Regions from separate parts of the Sus scrofa genome. Here region 1 is linked to region 2. The links are chromatin contacts, called in public Hi-C maps. All regions are on one chromosome and are shown on one strand. Each heading gives the region's core, a stretch centred on a gene start, on an enhancer-like site or on the middle of the called end of the contact. The rest is flanking DNA. Distances are from core to core; before and after follow the strand shown.

What was found. Hi-C and Micro-C count contacts between places; a contact is called where the count stands out from the background.
Region 1: a contact with region 2 is called in a Hi-C map of subcutaneous adipose tissue, with 2.5 times the contacts expected there. The contact joins two enhancer-like sites. A contact is called at or near these places in 16 of 47 Hi-C or Micro-C datasets (adipocytes, alveolar macrophages, brain and 10 more) and 1 of 2 datasets of contacts at active chromatin or transcription factors (skeletal muscle).

Annotation. Positions count from the first base shown.
Region 1 is chr16:21,966,233-21,968,932 of Sscrofa11.1, forward strand. No RefSeq gene overlaps it. Among named protein-coding and RNA genes, the nearest start is that of SLC1A3, 94 kb to the left of the region's middle. Within about 2 kb of position 1,264, at least 13 of the 83 cell types and tissues checked have an H3K27ac peak or open chromatin away from gene starts, as enhancers often do. A contact at or near this core is called in retroperitoneal adipose tissue and subcutaneous adipose tissue, where this site is marked.
Region 2 is chr16:21,701,171-21,703,870 of Sscrofa11.1, forward strand. No RefSeq gene overlaps it. Among named protein-coding and RNA genes, the nearest start is that of RANBP3L, 90 kb to the left of the region's middle. Within about 2 kb of position 1,366, at least 15 of the 83 cell types and tissues checked have an H3K27ac peak or open chromatin away from gene starts, as enhancers often do. A contact at or near this core is called in retroperitoneal adipose tissue and subcutaneous adipose tissue, where this site is marked.

The DNA.
Region 1 (2,700 bases), core at 14-2,513, 260 kb after region 2:
AAGATGGCCCACGTGAGGACCTCAGTGGGTTCAAATAGCCCTTGAAATTGTGGAGAAAGTTTAGTTTTGTTCATTTGTCTCTTTCTGGGGGAGAAATCTTTAATTTCCATCAATTTCTCAAAAGGTTCTTTTGACTAAAAAATTGGCAAGTCACTGATCAATTTAACTTTTTACAAAGCATCTATTTTTCAACGGCTCATTGGGGAAATGCTCACAGCCTGGGGCAATCAAAGCAGCCCTGGCCACCCTGAAGAGTCCGATATCTGGATACGGAAGCAATCAGGGACCTGCCATCAAAAAAAAAAAAAAAAAAAAATCAATCCACCTCAAAGAAATACTTCCTCCTGCAATCACCACTTTACTTCTCTTCCACAGCCTAAGCTGAATTTTGCCGCCTCACTCCCCTCACCCTCCAACCTCCACAGTCTCACCTGAGATTCTGGCTGTCAGCCTGTGGAAGATCTGGAGACGCCCTTAGAGTTGAGGGACCTGGCAGCCCTGTCGGGGTGTGGCCAAGGTGAGGGGGAAGCAAGCCTAGATCCCTCTGCGTGGTCGTCCCAGATCTGCTCACAAATGAAACTGAAAATTTTCCAGTAACACTTTTGTGCGTGTGTGTGTGTGTGTGTGTGTTTGATGAGTGGCTACACTCCCAACATTTTTAAAAAATCTTACACCGTGAGGATTTGGGGGTCTACGTGCTTCCCATATTTACCCCTTCAGCACCGCTGCTCCACCCCAAGCAGAACTCCCTTTCCAAGCTGAGAAGTCTCACTTTCCCAGTAAGATCCCCCCCTTTTTTTTGGTAAGCTTTTATTTATATACAGAGTGTTGAAAAATAGAGGTTTTAGCGCTGTCAATTGCGTGTGTCTGAAGGATGGGCTCATTTCCCGCTGGAAGGGGAGTGGGGACGGGGAGGGAGCCTCACGCCGACCTTCCTGGTGGCCCGCTGGGCACTTGACCTGACGCTGCTGTCAGTCATGCGGCCTCCGCGACAACGCGCTGCCCCTTCTCCCACCCGGGTGGTCCCAGAACTGGGGCAACAATGACCAGCTCTGTGTGGTCTGTTCCGGGGATGCCAGAGCGGTTGGGAGGCCCCATACCGAAAGCAGACTCTGAATGAATACGCCGTCAGAAAAAGCGGGCAAGGAAGAAAGGAGGAAGCTGATGGGTTGCGTTCAGAGGGAAAAGTGGGAGATGAGAAGTGTCTGGGCTAAAGGAGACGGGGTCCGGGGGAGCGATACCCACAATAGCCACCGGGGGGAGCCCGGAGCGCTTCGCAGGAAGGAACGGAACTCCTTCGCGAACTCGCTTGAATGAGCACAGGATGGAATTCCAAGGTTGGCAGTGCAAAAGATCGAGATGTGAAAGCTATCAAGGGGTTTAAAATTCTTCCCCACCTCATTTCCCTTTGCCCTATGGTCATCCTACTTCTCCCCAAATCCCCTTCCTTTCTGTCTTTTTTTTTTTTTTTAAGGACCTCTCCTGCAGTATATGGAGGTTCCCAGGCTAGGGGTCAAATCAGAACTGTAGCCACCCGCCTACGCCAGAGCCACAGCAACAGGGATCTGAGCCGAGTCTGCGACCTACACCACAGCTCACAGCAACGCCAGATCCTTAACCCACTGAGCGGGGCCAGGAATTGAGCAGAGCGGGGTAGGGATCTAGCTGTGTCTTCATGGATGCTAGTCGGGTTCCTCTACCACTGAGCCACTATGGGAACTCCCCCTTCCTTTCTGGGTATTTTGTTTTGTCTCCCTGTGCTCTGCTTCTCTCCCCTCGCATCTCCTTTTTTTGGATGCCATCCTGTTCTGGATTATCTTCCAGTGGCATCACTTATGTTACCTGAGTTCAGAACAGGTGCTCAGATAGTGGCACTGGAACGTTTTTAGCTGGTCTTCCCTCACTGTGCCCAAAGAACTGATGTCTCAACCTTCAGTTTGGAATTAGTCTCATTTTACCGAGTATACACATACAAATAGCGCTGTCAGGTAAAATACAAGATATAGGTTAAATCTGAAAACAAAGTAACAAATCATGTTTTAGTGTTACTGTGTCCCAAAATATTGCATGGGGCAACCTGTACCTTTTCCTTTATTTGGCAACCCTCCAAATAAGCAAAAGGACAAATTCAAGACAATTTGTTTGCCTCGAGGAAGTGAATAGTATAGGTGAAATAGTTTGTGTGATTATTAAAAATAACTATCCTAATTTTTAATATTTCTTTGCAGGCAAAAACATGCTTTAAAAGGCAGTTCAGATCTGAGAATATGTCTTACTATTTATTTGTTTGGGGGGCCTTATCACTCATTGTGTGCTTGTAAATCTTTTGGCTGCATTTAAAAAGCCTGATCAATCACTTTAAGACTTCGCAGAACAATCTTAAAGTAAATGGCATTTCAGTTATCCACACTTGAAATATTTTCAGACTCACATCTGCTTTTTCTCCTCCCCCCCCCTTTCCTTCTCTCACTCCTTCCTCCTGTGAGAACTCCCTGCCCCCAACTCCAAACATAAAATATTTTCTGTAATCCATTACAGGGCTGAACGATTTGGCATCCACATATTGTTTTCCAATGTGAACATATTTTTTTCATTTGGGGTGTTCTTTTTAGAAAAGCACCCATATTCTTTTCATATTGCACTTCCCAAAGATCATCATTTTCCAGTCATTGTAAAGTTGGGAAGGAGGCATTTTTCAAA
Region 2 (2,700 bases), core at 116-2,615:
ACGGTCATGAGCAGGGCAGTTTGTGTATTTGATTTGGATGATGTACAATGGTTCCTTTCACGTGTCAGCCTGCCTGGGCTAAGAGATGCATGATAACTGATAAAACATGATGTCAGGGTGTTTCAGGAAGAGATTAGGGTTTGACTCAGTGGACTGAGTAACAAACATTGCCCTCGCCATGCAGGTGGGCATCGTCCAAGCTGCTGAGCCAGGAATAGAACAGGAAAGTAGAGGAAGGGCACATTTGCTGTCTGTGTTGAGCCAGAACATCTGTCTTCTCCACCCTCAGTCATCAGCACTCCTGGATCTTCGGTCCTGGGACTGCAACCCAGACTTATACCAGTGGCTCCCCTGGTTCTCAGACCTTTGGACTTTGACTAAATGGCAACACCCCACAGGCTTTCTTGGTTCTCCTGCTCACAGGTGGTAGACGGTGGAGCTTCTCAGACTCTGTAATCACATGGGCCAGTTCCTCTGATACTCTCCTCATACCCATATCCACACACGTCTCTCTACATCTATATCCTGTTGGTTCTGTTTTTCTAGAGAACTCTGACTAATACAAATGGTCAGCGCACATTTTATTCTCTTAATTTCAACTGTTCTCTTAAAATTCAGAACACTCTTTTCTGGGGAACTGCTTGATTCTACCCAGCAGGTGAAAAGACCAGAGAAAACAGCAAACAGTCCAGAAGGGTCAGCAAGTGGTCTCATACCCAAAGAAGATCAAAGAGCCTGGACTCTGAGCTCAAAGCAAAATATTTGCATTACATCTTGCTGAGAACATCAGCATTGTGAAGAGGACATTAGGATGTAGGAGACAAGAAAAACCACTGGAGGATCCTGGGAATAACCAGGCATAAGAAACGACGAGCTAAAATGAACGGCTAGGTTTTTCCAGCTGTGATTTCCTAAGGAGCCACTGGGACCAGAGGCTGGACAAGTTGCCAAATCTTAGGATCCCAGTCTACTGAGAAGATGATCTAACCCTGCTTCTCACTACCATTCCCGGCAATGATTGTGCAAAAATGCAGATTACGTCTATGCCCTGGAATTTCTTCACCAGGATGACCCTGGATGAATTTTGCATTAAGAAATCCAGATTTACAAAATGGAAATTATTTGTGAAAAATCTTTCAGTTTAGAGAGTTACCACAGGAATATTCATGAGTGCACTTGAAAACTATGATTCCAGGTACGAAACTCTGATTTACCCATAGCTTTTCTAGAGCACATCTCCTGCTTCAAAAGAAACACTGTAAAAAAAAAAAAAAAAAAAAAAAAGTCCCCAAGGCCCAACCACATACAGCAGCTGAGTGGCCCAACTGGGAAATAACTGCAGAACCCCTTCAGACAAACTGGCTATGGCAGAGTGACCTGGCAGTTACTGAGTCCCTGCCAGCTCATTTGTGGCCAGTATTTTTCACAGATGCTCCCTGGTGAGTAGCAATTTCCGGATATTTTTCAAATGATTTTCATTCTGCCAGCTGGGCACAGTTCAGGGAATACAGCTTGGAGAACTCAGCCGGATGGACCAATCAAAGATGCTTGCCAGCCTGATTTGGATTAGACTGGATTGTTTGAGCCTTGCCCTGGGGTTGGCACACCCCCTGTTTTCCTCCCCTGTTGATTTCCATCCTCCACCCTCCCACCTCCCTCATCCCCTCTGCGCCTGTTATGAGCTCACCATGCAGCCATCACATCCCCTCCCAGCACCTTCTCCCCAGGCTGTCCCCATTAATGGGCAGGCGATTAGACAGAGTGAGAAGGATAGTCTAGGAATAGGAAAATTTAAGTATAAATCCAGTCCCCAGTTGTGCCACTAACTAGCTCCATGGCCTTGGTCAAGTTGCTTAACCTTTCTGTGTTTTAGTGTCTTCTTTGTTTAAAAGAGAGTCTATCACCCAAGTCTCACATAAGGCCTGGACCAAGTCATCCAAGTCATTCAGTTAAAGTTGCACATCTGATGATAGCCTACACACCCCCCACCACTAAATATGTTTCAGAGCTATTTCAGGACATAGGATTTCAGAAGAAAAGCCATGTTGGAGTTCCCTGGTGGCCAGAGGTTAAGAATTGTGTATTGTTACTGCTGTGGCTCAGGTTACTGCTTTGGCTTGAGTTTGATCCCTGGCCCTGGAACTTTCACATGGCAAGGGTGTGGCCAAAAAGAAAACAAGAACATGTTAGTTGCATGGGCCTGCTTCAGCGACAGACTAAACATTAAATTCAGAAGAAGACATGTCATCTATTATTAATGCTGCTTGGGGCAAGAAGAGGCTGAAAGAAATGCAGCAGCTATAAAAATCAATGGTGAAATGGAATTTATCACTTCTGTGTCAGTATAACCTCCCAGGACTTTTCCTCCAGGGTCCCAGAGTCCTGAATAATGAATAGCGAATCAAAACATGCTCTCTGTGACCTTCGGGATAGGTGGAGATGGAAGGAAGATAAAAGAATAAAAGAAAGAAGAAAAATTTGGGAAAGTTTAACTTTACTATACTCTAAATTAAAAACAGTGTTTTCTCAGTTATAAAATAAAGACATTTAGAGACTGTTGAAAAATATAAGTCATAATATAAAATCATTCATAATAGAAACAACCCCTGTCAACATCTTGACTGCTTTCATTCACCTTTTCTCATCTGAACACTATGAAAACAGTTTCCTTTATTGTTTTGAAGTGTCAGTCTCCGCCTC